Regions from separate parts of the Zea mays genome. Here region 1 is linked to region 2. Evidence: chromatin contacts called from public Hi-C data. All regions are on one chromosome and are shown on one strand. Each heading gives the region's core, a stretch centred on a gene start, on an enhancer-like site or on the middle of the called end of the contact. The rest is flanking DNA. Distances are from core to core; before and after follow the strand shown.

Evidence for each region. Hi-C and Micro-C count contacts between places; a contact is called where the count stands out from the background.
Region 1: a Hi-C map of ear shows a contact between it and region 2, with 1.7 times the contacts expected there. The contact joins the promoter of LOC100272427 here to the promoter of LOC103638100 in region 2. A contact is called at or near these places in 3 of 25 Hi-C or Micro-C datasets (bundle sheath, ear and tassel) and 1 of 3 datasets of contacts at active chromatin or transcription factors (leaf).

Annotation. Positions count from the first base shown.
Region 1 is chr9:22,825,839-22,833,153 of Zm-B73-REFERENCE-NAM-5.0, reverse strand. LOC100272427 reads right to left here and starts at 1,439. Exons shown (of 8, transcript NM_001359711.1): 1 at 1,095-1,439; 2 at 293-369; 3 at 1-4. The coding sequence starts at 1,227.
Region 2 is chr9:22,684,700-22,691,785 of Zm-B73-REFERENCE-NAM-5.0, reverse strand. It overlaps LOC103638100 (homeobox-leucine zipper protein HOX2), which reads left to right and starts at 4,174. Exons shown (of 2, transcript XM_008661089.3): 1 at 4,174-4,859; 2 at 4,978-5,947. The coding sequence starts at 4,449. The coding sequence ends at 5,448.

The sequences.
Region 1 (7,315 bases), core at 190-2,689, 140 kb before region 2:
CAGCCTGTGATAAATTAAAATAGCAAGAGTTTTGCATGTGAATTTGAAACTTGCAAAAATGAATGTGCCATCTCTGGCACCATGCAAAGGAGGAATTACTTTCTAGCAAAGACAATATGAGACGGGGTAGCATAAAAACAGCAATGAGAATAACTACTAGCTCATATACCGTTTAACTGATTCAGTAACGACACGGAATGTTCATTAATAACTTGTGAAAGGGCAAAGTAAGAAGAAAGTTTCTACCAAACATCATAGTAGAGCAATAACATTAGAAGACAACAACACTTACAGATCCAGAGCGACAAACGTACACATTGTCTGTCAATTGGGTAATCTTGTCTGAAGCACGGTTGGCTACATACATTCCTGAGTTGGAGCAGGAAATGTTAGCACTTGGCCAAATTTAAAATAAAGAATACATCAGCTTAATAATGAAATTTATTTGGCAGAAACAGGAGCAAAAGCATTTTTTCTGGACAAGTCCGAGTATGAATCTACACGAACTTAAGGAGGCATGTTTTCTATTAATTCGATATAAATCAATAAAAAACTTACATCCTTCAACAAAAGCGAGCACATAATCTCATCTGAGCTGAGCCTACATTTTCATAAGAACTATGATCATGGTAAACGTAGAAAAAAATAACTGTAACAGAGGGTGTTAGTTTTAGTTTAATCATATGAAATACAGCGCACAGCTCAGAGTTGGACTATTCTATATCTTTTCTTCATCAGAAATGAAGGCCAAAACTCATCCATTAGCGACCTTAAGAATTAAACAGGGTAGCATAGCCGACTACTAATACCCAAATTCATCTAATATCGCAAGTGGCAGCTAAGTGACTAGCAGGTAGCAGCGAAACAAATAGACCAATTGGCCCGATATCGCCAGTGTAAACAAATCAATGAACCTAACAGCCAAAGTAGAAAGGCTGCAAAGGCAGGACACATCACAGCCATCGACATCGCCAGACACGCCTCGATTCTCAACGATCCAAGCGAAAACCTAGGCCCGCAACGCCATCCCCGCGCCAAATCTACGGCAGGATCCCCTGCGGCATACACAGATCGATATGAAGCGAAGGGCGTACCAGTGCTGGTTCTGGAATCAGCGCCGAGGACGACGCCACCCTCGTAGCAGACCCCGACAATGGTGGTCCCCATCCGGTGCTCCCCGGTGGTCGGGGCGTCGCCGGCGGCTGCGGAGGAGCCCGACGTATCCATGGCGGGGACGGCGAGATCCGCGGCGGCAAAAACTCTAGTCGGCGAGGTGAGGCAGAGCGGGAGCGGTGGTGGTCTCGATTCAGGCGAGCGGCGTATCGTATTCCTGTATCGTTTGGCCTCCCTCACAAGAAAGAAACTGAGAAGAACTGAAGAGAAGAGGCACCTCCTGTTAGGTTCGGTGTTCAGTTGGGCCGGACGAGTCAGTGGTGTCGTGTCCATTCAAGCTTGGGCCAATATATTACTCGGCCTACAAAAGAGATAAATTAACCCGTACGGGAACGCTTCATTTTAAAGAATTAGAGATTCAGTTTTTCCAGTTTCACAACAAAATAGCCTGGTACAGCTTTTTTTTCAGCTTCTACACAGTTTTAAACAGAAGTTGTACTAAATAGATAGCTTCTGAAGTAACTTATCAATTCAGTTGTTTTTCATAATAAACTAAAAACAACCAACAAGCAAAAGCTGTTTTTACCAACTTCTCAGATAAACTGCTTTTCCGACAAGTATGGGTTATGCCATTATTTTCTATATTACAAAGCCGGTTCAAAATGGCTTTCTAAAGGGAATCCACGTCAACACGAAAAACTCAACCATTAGATCTAGTTTTGATGGTCACTAGGATCACCTGATCAGTCAACTCTCCATTTTGCTTCAGTCTCTCCCAGAAGCTTCGAGATTCCGCTCGACGAAACCCAGTCCCCGCCCCTCACACATCGTCCGGGTGGCTTCGTCCCCTCCCACCCCCACCCCCACCCCTGCCGCGCAAACGCTACCTCGCTAGCCCTGGTGCTCCCCTAGGTGCTTCGTCCATTCATTGCGACACAACCTGGCCGCCATGGGCTTCCTTCTCCTCTCCCCGTCGCCGCCTCAAACGCTGCCTCGCTGGCCTAGGTGCCCCATTGGTGCTTCGTCCCTCGCTGTGATGTGCGCTGGCCGACAGAAGCTTCTTCCTCCTCCCCTCCCCCCCTCCCCTCAAGCGTCGCTACGATGATAATTGGCTGCACCGTTCGATCTTCTTTTTACGGATAAGGATTTTTCTTGAATATTCTTTACAGCATGCACGGTTAGTCTTCAGAACGCTGGTGTTTTCTGGAGCTTTTTGGAACCAAGGTATCACCAAGATTGAGCTTCTGAAAATAGGTATCCCAAACACCGGAATTGGAATTTTAGTATTATAATCCTTTCAACTTCGTTTTTTTGCTATCGAAGTCTGATTTAGCCGATCCGCAGTCGCTGTTACGGCAGTCCATCTCACTGCCCCGTTTCTTAGAACGGATCGGCGCAGGAGCTGGAGCTGGTGACGCTCTTCTTTCCCGGCGCGCGCTGGAGCTCATCTTGTCCGACGGCGCTCCTCTCCCTGGTGCTCGGCCCTGTCTTCCTTCCCTGCCTAGGTATCCTCTCGAGCGCTCTATCCTCTCTGGTGCCCCTGTTCTCTTCCCTGGCGCTCCTCTCCCTGGTGCTCGACCCCCGTCGTAGGTGAGCGTTGTAGCCATCAATCTTGAGCAGCTCGTTGTAGGTTGCTTCCCTACGACAATGGAGAAATCTCCAAGATCCACTCCTATCGGATCAGGACCTGCTAGGGCCGGCACACGCAAAGATGTCGCAGAAGCTGCAAATGGGACTAGGCTGATTGATGGGAGTAGGCGCACATGCATCGTCGACACGAGCAACATTGATTATGGCACTAGTAGATTACGTCCGCGCCATCGATTATGTAGGACACATGATCTGGTATGTTTTACTGTAAATAACATTAAATAGTAACAGTCAATACTATAATGTGTTATTGAATCTCATTATTCATTTGGTTGTAGGCGCAGAGATATAATCGAGTTTGGGATAGTCTTTTAGACGCCATTAGACAGATGCAATTATCTGCCGATGAGTTGAGGAGGTTGAGCCACCGCAATCATGTGCCTGAGTATTTGGATATGGTGCACAAGAATTGCTTGGTTAATGCCATGAGTGATGTTACTGAAATTGCAAAAGGTCTAGACACTATGAGCAGGGATTTGGAGGAAGTTCTTATTAGTTCGCAACCTCTACTTGAGGATTACGAAGTCCTTGGAATGTACGATGATTTCAAATCTGATGTTCATTGTGATTGTACTGAGGAGTGTGGTTCGGATGAAGACAACTCTTCTTTTGACTCGGATGAGATCAATGATCGTCGTTTATCACATATGAACGAGCCTATCTGAGTTATTTGTCTGTGATAGAGTTGCCTCCTCGACAATAGCCATGTATTAATTTGATGTAGTATTCTATGGCCAATGTATTTTGTGAGACTTGTAGTTCATGATGTATTTTTAGTTCAACTTTGTTTCGGCCATGATTGTTTTGGCCATAATGTATCTTCAACTTGTAGTTCATGATGTACCTTCAACTATGTGTGCCCAGTTTAATGAATTCAACTTATTCCAGCTTGTGTTCATAAGCTCCTCTATACTGAGCTTTTCCAGAAGAACAGACCCAAAGTACTGAGCTCCTATATACTGAGCTTTTCCTATTGTCATGGATATATCTGTGCAAAGTGCAAACCTACATACCCATATAAACATTATTTCAGAGTAATAGTTTCTACATGGATCATGTTTCCTCTATGGCTGTCTCATGTTTGATACTGGACATTAGAATATGCTCCTTTCAAGTTCTTGCGTAAAAGAAAATTTTGCATTCTGATTCTACTGTTTTTTTAGCATCATGTTAGCTGAAACCTCAGGTGTCCTGAATATGTCAAGCATCCCTCTGGTTCTGAAAATTTTAAACAATCCAGCATTAAAGAGTGCCATTTGTGCCTTTTCCATGCAGATAACTTGGCAGCTAACTTCAGCAGAAAATTAGCAGACTACATAATCTACATTATTGATGTCTCTGGTGGGGACAAGATACCAAGAAAAGGTCTTATCATGACTGAATTAACACATGATCATTACTAAATGAACTGGTTCCCATCCGATGGTTCCTAACTAAATGAACTCTTATTAACACAATTCACAGATTCAGCAGGTTCATTACTAAATGAACTGGTTCCCATCCGATGGTCATGACTGAATTCACTGCCAGAAACACAAGCGACTGCCAACAAGCGACTGGTTAACAGTCCGAAAACAAGCTACTGAATTCACCAAGCGAAAACAATTCACTGCCAGAAAAATCTGGACTGCCAGAAAATCCGTTTGTTGATGATCATTAAGTGCTAAAAAATTCTGGACTGCCACAAACACATGATCATTCACTTCCAGAAATTGTTCACACAAACAGAAATTCTTAGACTTTGTTCACAGAAACTTCTACTGCTAGATACATATAAATTGTTCACAGAACTTAAGCTGCTACTCAGAAACAGAACTTCTTCTTCGGAGTAAGCTTCTTTTTGACAGTTGTCCGAAGTCTCCTAGGTGGTGACCATTCGCTTGTTGACAGCTGAATAGTAGAAGCCTCTTCTATTATTGGCAGCGAGGAAGAAGGGATGTTGTTAACAGGTTCTTGTGATGTTGTTTCCATGCCAACAAGCTGATGATCAGTATCAGCCTCTGGCGGTGTTGGAAACCATTTCTTTGTTGTGTTTTTCCTTGGCCTCCGTTTCATGTGATGATATAAGTTAGATAAACAATAATAATGTTACAAAGAAAGTTGACGTTTACGTAGTACCTTTTCTTTGTACCATTAAGGGGACACTTGTAGCTACTCTTCCTATGCCCTAACTCCCCACAATTTGGACACTTGATTTTTCCCCTAATTAGTTTCTTTGTTTTCTCGTTGTCATTTGAAGGCTTCTTCTTGCTGCTACCACCCTCAAGACAAGTCTTGATCCTATTTTTCCTTTGACGTCCGACACCTCTTTTACCAAGGGGTGCACCAACCTCTTTTGCAAAGTCCACCTTAGGCCAAAACAATTTGTTCTCAATTGGCTCCACCAATCTTGAGTATGCTTTCCTATACATCTCTACAGAGTAGTAATCATCAACAAACTCCTCCATCATCGCATCTCTGAATTGTTGTGCAGTTATTAGACATAATGCATGGTGGCAAGGCTTCCTGGTATGTTGCCACTCTAGGCATGACCATTCTCTTAGATATGCCTTCACCACATATCTAGAAACACAGTCACTGTTGTCTCTCACCTCGGCAACATAGTCATCACCTTTTATGACTTCCAGGTGTCCGAGCCCTCGAGTACGTGCATTTAGTTGGGCTATGATGGAGGGTAGTATCTTTCCTTCTAACCTCCGTCCAATTCGCCTTCTCTTATGAATCCACACTCAAATAAGGTCTGCAACCTTGTAAGAAGCCTGTGATACATGGTCCAAGAGCACAAAAGAAGAGTGTGAAGTAGAATCGACCATCTTCTACTCGAACATCAATTTCATGACACTATCAGGTGACTTCTGCAATACTGCCTCCTTCCAACTGTACAAAAGTTGAAAGCTCTCTTCCCAAGTCTCAAACAAGACTTTCAAGGCTTCCTCTTTTCTATACCAAACCGTGTCATACGCATTTGTGCATTTGTAGGTATCTTGAAGTGCAGTTTGTAATTCCTTAGCACCAATATGTGGTTTCTTAACAATAATAGGAAGAGCTTTGGAAGCAACCCAAGCACTTGTTGGTGTGCTAGTCCTCCTCCGTCCACTAGAAGTACAAGTGTGATGATCATTCAACACAGTCACCTACAAAAATAGCAACAACAATAAAACTCTCATTGGATTACTTTGAAGGCCACAACAATATAAATAAGTTAAGTTCTTGACATAAAAAACATACAATTATGGTCAGCAAACCATCCCTCTCAATTCTTGCATTTATGCTCCAAGGACAGCCGCCTCCACGATAATAGCCTCTATATTTCTTCGTTGTACTAGCCTCAATACCTAACTCGAACTCTTTGTCTATGGCATATTATCTCATTGCCAGCCTAAATTCAGTCATAGATGCATACAAGCTGCCAACCTCCATCACTAGATGATTAGAGTCATAGACAACTCTGGTCTCGTGCTGCAAAAAATCAACATAAGGCAAAGCCGCGGAACCATCGCCACCAAGTTGATCTAGATTATTTCCATCACCTCTACGATTGCAAGCATCCTCCCTCTCTTTATTTTCTCGTTCATCCTCGACAACTAATCCAAGTTTGTGGTACATAACACTCTCATTGGGTACATGTTGAGGTCCTTCTTCTTGCCATCGCAAATCTGGTAAAATTCTCTCAAAATCATTTCCTTGAGTTGACGAATCCGCTACCGAATGACCTTGCTCTACAACATTAATGGGAGGGGTGCACTGATATCCTCAGGCGCGGCTGGTGCCTCAATCAACAAGTGCTCAACATCTTCAATGGTGAGGAACCAATTTGCATCTGTCGCATTGTGCTCAACATCTCCATTGCTGTCGGGAGTGTCCATTGCAGTACCTGCTTGCGAGTGATCATAGCTCAGCTACAGATGGCGACACTACTGTTTTCTTCGAACTTTAGACTGGGGTTCAATTCGTTTGTTAAATAGTAAAGGACTAAAATGGCTGTAGAAATTAAAATGCAAACAGGATGGGAGGATGGGAATGGAGAATAAGGGAACATGTACCTAACGAGGCGCGGGGAAGAGAAGGATGTGAGCGCCGCCGGTAAGGAACGGGACCGGCTCACCGCCGGGAGGGAGCTTGGGCAGAGAAGAGCGTGGAGCTCCAGCGCCGATCCAGCGTCGGGAGAGAAGGAGCCCGGAGCTCGGAGAGAAGAGCGCCGGGAGAGAAGGAGCGCCGGGAGAAGAAGGAGCTCGATCCGTTCTAAGAAACGGACTGTCGTAACAACGCTAGCTAGTAGCTGGACATTGGCTAAATCTGACTCCGATAGCAAAAAAACCAAAGTTCAACGGACTATAATACTAAAATTTCAATTCCGGTGTTCGGGATACCTATTTTCAGAAGCCCAGTATAGGTGATACCTTGGTTTCAAAAAGCTTTTCTGGAACTAGCAATAAAAAAGAAAGAGTGAAGGGCTTGGCGCTTGGTGAGAGCACCTAGAGGGGGGGTGAATAGGTGATCATGTAAAACTTAAAACTTAACACCACAAACTTGATTAAGAGTTAGAACAATG
Region 2 (7,086 bases), core at 2,925-5,424:
GACAGTCCGGTGCACCCAGACTGAGCAGAGTCTTGGCTGCTCGAGCCAAGTCTTTTCCAATTGTCTTTTCTCTGATTCTAGCACTTAGACAAATATGTTAGCACGCAAAAACCAATGTACTAAGTCTAGAATCATACTTTTGTATTGATTTGCACTTTGTCCACCCTTTGGTATATACTCATTTCCTTAATGTGTGTTGGGCACTTAATCACCAAAATCTTATAGAAATGGCCCAAGGGCACATTTCCCTTTCACTATGGTACCCGTTCGATGGCTCGTCATCGTCTGTCTATATGGCATTTCCCTTACCATGGTGTCGACTTAGTATGCTTCTACCACTTCTATGTACATATCACACATTCTTTAGTCATTGCAAAAATTATTGTGTTGTTCCTCTGTTGTTTTGTGTGTTAGTTTTTTGTTGTGCTAAGGATTGAACATAATTTGGGTATGTTAATACTTTATTTATTGTCTACACGTGGTTTGTGTTCTTCTAATGATGACTCATGGATCCTGCAAAATATGTGTTAAGATTTAGAGGTCCATGCGAGCACTATCACGGGGTGCACGTCCTTTATGTTCTTGGCTCTTACATGCATAAGGTCGTTTCTGAGACCACATTGGCGCAATGGACTCCATGGTGTTTGAGGTTGCTGAATTGGATGGAGCAGCAATGATTTGTCACGCTAACAGTAAAAGGAAAGGTTAGTTGTTGGTTTCAAACATTAGTAATTGCTATGGAGTACCATAATTTGTATGGAGTGCATCCAGTTTTTATTGATGACTCACTTTAGCAATCACTCCATATTTTGATTTATCTTTTTTGTAAGTTTGAGTTCATGTGACTTATTTTAGAAACATGAGCTCACAAACTTCCTCTTATTTGGTCTCTGTATGGTAGAATTATGTTATTCTATAATCTCTATCGTTCAGTCAGTCATTGTGAACTCTCTTCTAATCGCTCCCTTTATTGGTCCTGTTGTACCAAGACATATTGGATGGAGTAAACCATAACATCAGTTTAGTCTAATAAAAAAATATTATGCGGAGAGCGGAGACAATCATTAAAAAATCTTGAGGTTTTTTGCTGGATAGTTTACGTGGGTATTGTTGTGAGTCGTCGCAACGCACGGACAACAAACTAGTATATATATATCACCTTCATTTTCAGTAAGCCACTCTAGTGATGAAAACAGACGAAAAAAACCATTGCTCATTTACGTTCACACAATTTACCACCGGAAACGAGTCCGGTCCAGAATAGCCGGGACGAAAACGGGAGCGGGATAAACGGTTGTGCGAAAACGAACGAGGATGGGAATATTAAGCGGAAACTCGTAATTTAATACAAACACAAATAATATTGATGGCTAACTAGTTATTGGCTAGTAGAGCAACAACACGAAGCAAATATATATAAAGGGACAATAAGTCATTGTTGTTTGCATGTGTGATATCTTGTCCCTAATGGATGGTGATATCCTGGCCAAGGCTTAATAGAATAGAGTACTCATACCAACAAGGTGCATCTTCTTTTTCGGAAGGCTATATCGAAATAACCTCCAAGTTAAGTGTTTTTTCTATTAGGTCTACAAAGGGCACGAAGTGTAGAAGAGGCTACCATACCGACGGTGGTGGCAGTGAGAAGATGCACTTTCCATCTTTCTTTAATTTGGTAAGATATGAACTTTATATGGTTATAATGTTTGGACCTCTTATGGTTCAAATATGTGGGCAAGACTTAGGCTGACACGAGTCGATGAAGGTTCGGCGTACTTTCGAGTCAGATCGAGTCACCGTTTTTATATTTTTGAATGGTTCAAATATTTTTTAGGCCTTCTCGGTCCGAAACTATGATCCGAAGCACGATAGACCTGACCTGGCCTAATTCCCAGTACTACTTTTTAGACCAATCATCCGTTTTCCGCGAGAGTCGTCGTCGAATTAATCAAAACTTCAGATTGGCCGACCAACAGCCGAACGCACGCACGCACGCACCAAGTTTTTTAGATTGAGCCTACCGTATGATGTCCTATGCCTACCTAATTGCCTATTCCTATGCACGCACCAAGTTTTGTAATGGTATTTAGATGGATATACTTGACATTTGTATAATATAAATGTTTAATCTTTGTGGGTACGGTTGACCCGACGGGTGAGCCATACCCACATGTGTATGAGTATGGAGGTAAATTCATACCCACTGTGGATATGAGTGATCCGACGGGGCTATTTTTTTTGTCGTGGGTATGGGTATAGGATAGTAATACTCGGTGGGTATTTACCCATTGCATCTCTAGTCAAGCTAGTATGACCCGAAGGCAGGGTTGGAGTGAGCCTTAATTTTCGGCACGCCGTGCCCTTGTCATGGCACGGGCTTAGGCCGACCTGACCCAATGAAGCATGTAGTGTTTAGTTTTCTTTAATTTAGTAAGCTGCATACTTTATGTGGTTGTAATGTCAGGACCTTTTGTGGTTCAAATATGTGGGCCATGCTTAGGCTGGCACAACCTATGAAAGTTTGGCGTTCTTTAGAGATGTGGGCCACTGTTTCTACCTTTTGGGTTGACCCGCCTAAAAGTTTTTTAGGCCTTCTCGGCCCGAGCCTATTTGGCCCAAAACACGATAGGCCCAACCGAACCCTATTCCCAACACTAGTGTAAGTGTAAAAAACAGACTGGGGAGGGAGAAACAACCCTCCCGGTATTATTATTCCCATGTAGCAATCATGGAGGCATGGGAGTTGGATCTAGATGGAGTGGATTGTGATGGAATTGGATATTTCCATGAGACAAATTGGAGGAAATCAAGAGATGAGGGTATATTGAGAGTGAAAGGAATTGAGGACCGAGAGTGGTGTGTGTGATGTATGTGGGAGGGTGGAGCTCGTTGTTGCTTACACTATGTTATTTGATGGTGGGCAGAATGGTCTTAGAGTCAAGTCTTTCGTTTGGGTTTTCCAAGTTTTTTATTATATTCTAGCAATACTATATAAAGAAATTAAACTAAGGTGTATGTGTTATATGGCATACTAGCTCGATGGATTATTAAACTATATTCACCTGTAGACAATAGTAAAAACAATCTAATTTGTATGCATTTGATGTGTAAGCCGTGCTAGCAACATGGGTCGTGCTTTTTGTCCAGCACGAGCACGACCCAAAATCAGGAGCCCAAAGCATGGCCCAACCCAAAGTCTATGGGTTGAGCTAGCATGACCTGAAGGCACGGCTGACCGGGCCTTAATTTTTGGTCTATCGTACCCTCAACATGGCGCAAGCTTAGGCCGGCTTGACACAATGAAGCACACAATGTTTAATTTTCTTTAATTTGGTAAGATATAGATTTATGTGGTTATACTGTTTGGAACTTTTGTGGTTCAAATATGTGGAGCAGACTTAGGCCGGTACGACCCGATAAAAGTTTGGTGTGCTTTAGAGTTAGGCTAAACCACTGTTTTTATATTTTAGAATGACACGACACGATCAAAAGTTTTTAGGGCATGTGCAATGGGTATCTTAAGTTGTGTCTTAGAGTGTGTCTAGAGGGGTGAATGTAAAAAAACTTAAGACATGTATCTTGACGAAGACACAATATCTTGGTTCTATGTTTGAGACAAGAGACTAGCTGATTGGTCACTTTAATTTATTAAATGCTCTGATTGGTACAATGAATATTGTAAGAAACATGTTTTAGACATGACCACTGTATTATGTTGTGTTTTAGTTGTGTCTTATACTTGGAGTACCGTGCAGCAGTATCTAGGTTGTACATGCCCTTAGGCCTTTTCGGTCAGAACCTATTTGATCCGAAGCATGATAGACACCGCATACATGGCCTAATTCCCAATACTACTTTTTAGATCAATCATCCGTTTTCCGCAAGAGTCGTCATCGAATTAATCAAAACGTAAGATTGGCCGACCAATAGCCGAACGCACGCACGCACCAAGTTTTTTAGATTGAGCCTACCGTATGATGTCCTATGCCTACCTAATTGCCTATTCCTACCCACACGAACAATCGAGCCAATCCAAACCAAACTCCCCGCGACAAAGCCCGAGACATGCACGCATGAGACCGGCTGAGCCGATGGATTGGAGCCGAGAGCCGAGGGGAGAGGGTCAAAAAGGCAGGAGTAGATCGCTCATGGCCGCGATGATGAGCGCCCCACGAGGCAGTCCCTTCGTCCCTTCCCTTCCATTAATAATTGCGGTGCACAGGAGCGGAGATCCACTTCACCCGCACCGCACAGCTCATGATTTGCACAGCCACCCTCGTCCGTCCCCGCCCAGCTGCTAGCGCAAGGAAGCAGCTGGCTGGCTCCAATCCCCCGCCACCCCGCCTATTTATAACACCACCACTTCCCTTGCCCCCTCCGCCGTCGCCGCCACCGCCACCACCACCACCGTTGCCGAGCCCTCGCCTCACCCTCACAGTCGTCTCAGGATGATGCCCCAGGCCAGCGCTAGCCTCGACCTCGGCCTCAGCCTGGGCCTCACCCTCACCTCCCAGGGCAGCCTCTCCTCCTCCACCACCACCGCCGGCTCCTCCCCCTGGGCAGCCGCGCTGAGCTCCGTCGTGGCCGACGTCGCCAGGGCGCGGGGTGACGCGTACGCGCAGCACCACGCCGGCGCCGCGATGACGATGCGCGCGTCCACGTCGCCCGACAGCGGCGACACCACCACCGCCAAGAGGGAGAGGGAGGGGGAGCTCGAGCGCACCGGCTCCGGAGGCGTCCGCAGCGACGAGGAGGACGGCGCGGACGGCGGCGCCGGCGGGCGCAAGAAGCTCAGGCTCTCCAAGGACCAGGCCGCCGTCCTCGAGGAGTGCTTCAAGACGCACAGCACGCTCAACCCCGTAAGCTAGCATCCCTCCCACCCTTTCCTCCTCGCCGTCGGTCGCGGCAGGTTCGATGCGATCTTGTCCCGGCGGTGTGTCTGATAATTTTTTTGTCGTGTGGTCTCGGGTGTTGCAGAAGCAGAAGGTGCAGCTGGCCAACCGCCTGGGCCTCCGGCCGCGGCAGGTGGAGGTGTGGTTCCAGAACCGCCGCGCGCGGACCAAGCTGAAGCAGACGGAGGTGGACTGCGAGTACCTCAAGCGCTGGTGCGACCGCCTCGCCGACGAGAACAAGCGCCTCGAGAAGGAGCTGGCCGACCTCAGGGCGCTCAAGGCCGCGCCGCCGTCGTCGGCCGCCGCGCAGCCCGCCTCGGCCGCCGCCACCCTCACAATGTGCCCGTCCTGCCGCCGCGTCGCGGCCGCCGCTAGCCACCACCACCAGCCGCCCCCGCCGCAATGCCACCCCAAGCCTACCGTCGCCGCCGGTGGCGGCAGCGTCGTGCCCAGGCCCAGCCACTGCCAGTTCTTCCCGGCCGCCGCCGTTGACCGGACGAGCCAGGGCACGTGGAACACCGCCGCGCCGCCGCTCGTCACCAGAGAACTCTTCTGATGCCGCCGTGACACACGTCCATGTCCGTCGACCGATCCATGCATTGCTCGCTGCTCGGTCGATCTTGCCATGGCAAGTGGAAAAAAGGTTAGATCGAAGAAGATGGTGATTGACGACGATTAGGAGAGGATCTCGCAGGTGGTGGACTGGCGGTTGGGGTAATTAATCAATTAATTAATTACAATTAATCAATCAGGAGACGAGAGGAGATTTGTTTTTTTTTTCTTCTGTTCTTTCCTTCTTCGATGAATTCATTCATCAGTTGGGTGGGTTTCTGAAAACGACGAACGAGCAACAAACAAACAAACAAACCAAAAGATGGCTGTCTGCTTTTTTTTTCCCTGATGGACGCCGTGTTAGTGTCATGTAAAACCAGCTCGCACCTAACCTCTGCTGCTGCTGGGTTGGTGAGAAATAACAGCGTGAGTGATTGTTTGTACTACTACTAATTGATTGGTGAAGAAAGTTAATGGGAATGAAATCTCTACTACAAGCAGCAGTATTATTTCTCGGTCGCCCGACAGCGCTATCATTATCTGCGGCCATCCATCCATCCATGTCTGTGGATCCGATCGGACCAATGATTTCTCCTTCCCGCTGCCGTGTGATTTGCACCTGACCAAGACCAATGCGATGCAACCAGCCTTGCTTGCTCAGCTGCTCTTCTTCATCAGTCTCGACAGAACCTTTATTACAGACAGTGACAGCCGAGATACTGAGATTATTTGACGGCGATGCGCACGAACGATTCATCATGAACAAGGGGGGAGAGGGAGACTGAGACTGAGACGTACTGCTGATATATAAATAAAATAAACATGCGCAAGGTGAGCTTTTTGCTCATGTTCTTTAATCGAAAGCAAATCTGAAGAGCAGTGACAGCGGGTTAAAGACCTAAAGTCACGGTCGTCAGAGCTTTAGGAGTGGCCAGTACGATTAGACTATGAAATCCTGCCTGATTGCATTGGGGGTTTGGGCCCGGCGCGAGTTCTTTTCAGCCGAGCCGACAGTTGTATCTTTACGCGATCTGCAGGGATCAGATTTAATCGAAAGCTTGCTTGCTTCCCAGCTTTCCAGTCCTCGCATGAACAGCTTGACAGCTTGTGTTGCCAATCAGCGCAGGAGAAAGGGCTGACCTGACCTGACCTGATCTAACCTAACACGGCTACTACTGTGTTCAGGGCAGGACGGCGAGAGTGCTTAGGAACAGTTTGCCCGAAAGATCCTCTCTTGAACTGAGTAGTAGTAGTTTGGCTTAAGCTCCCGCGTTCCAGATGAAGTGATCAAGATGTTGATGTCCCTTGTGCCTTTAGAACTGGATCAAGTGACCAACCCTAGCAGTTTTCATGTTCTTTCTGCCTTTAAACCATGCCCATGCTTTGTTTACTTTTACTGTCTTCTGAGAAAGCTGTTTACTTTAACCACTCACCCGTTGCTTTAACACAGCGCGTACGTATGGGAACTAGCACGTACTGTCATCAAAGGCTCACCTGCTCCCCCCAGAAACACTGTCAATATCTACTCGATCCTAGCTGATTGACGGTTTGCTTTCACATTTTTCTGCTGTGCTCCTTCTCAGGAACCGGTACCATTGCTAAAGACTAAAGATGGACAGTCTAAATAAACACATCACAGCAC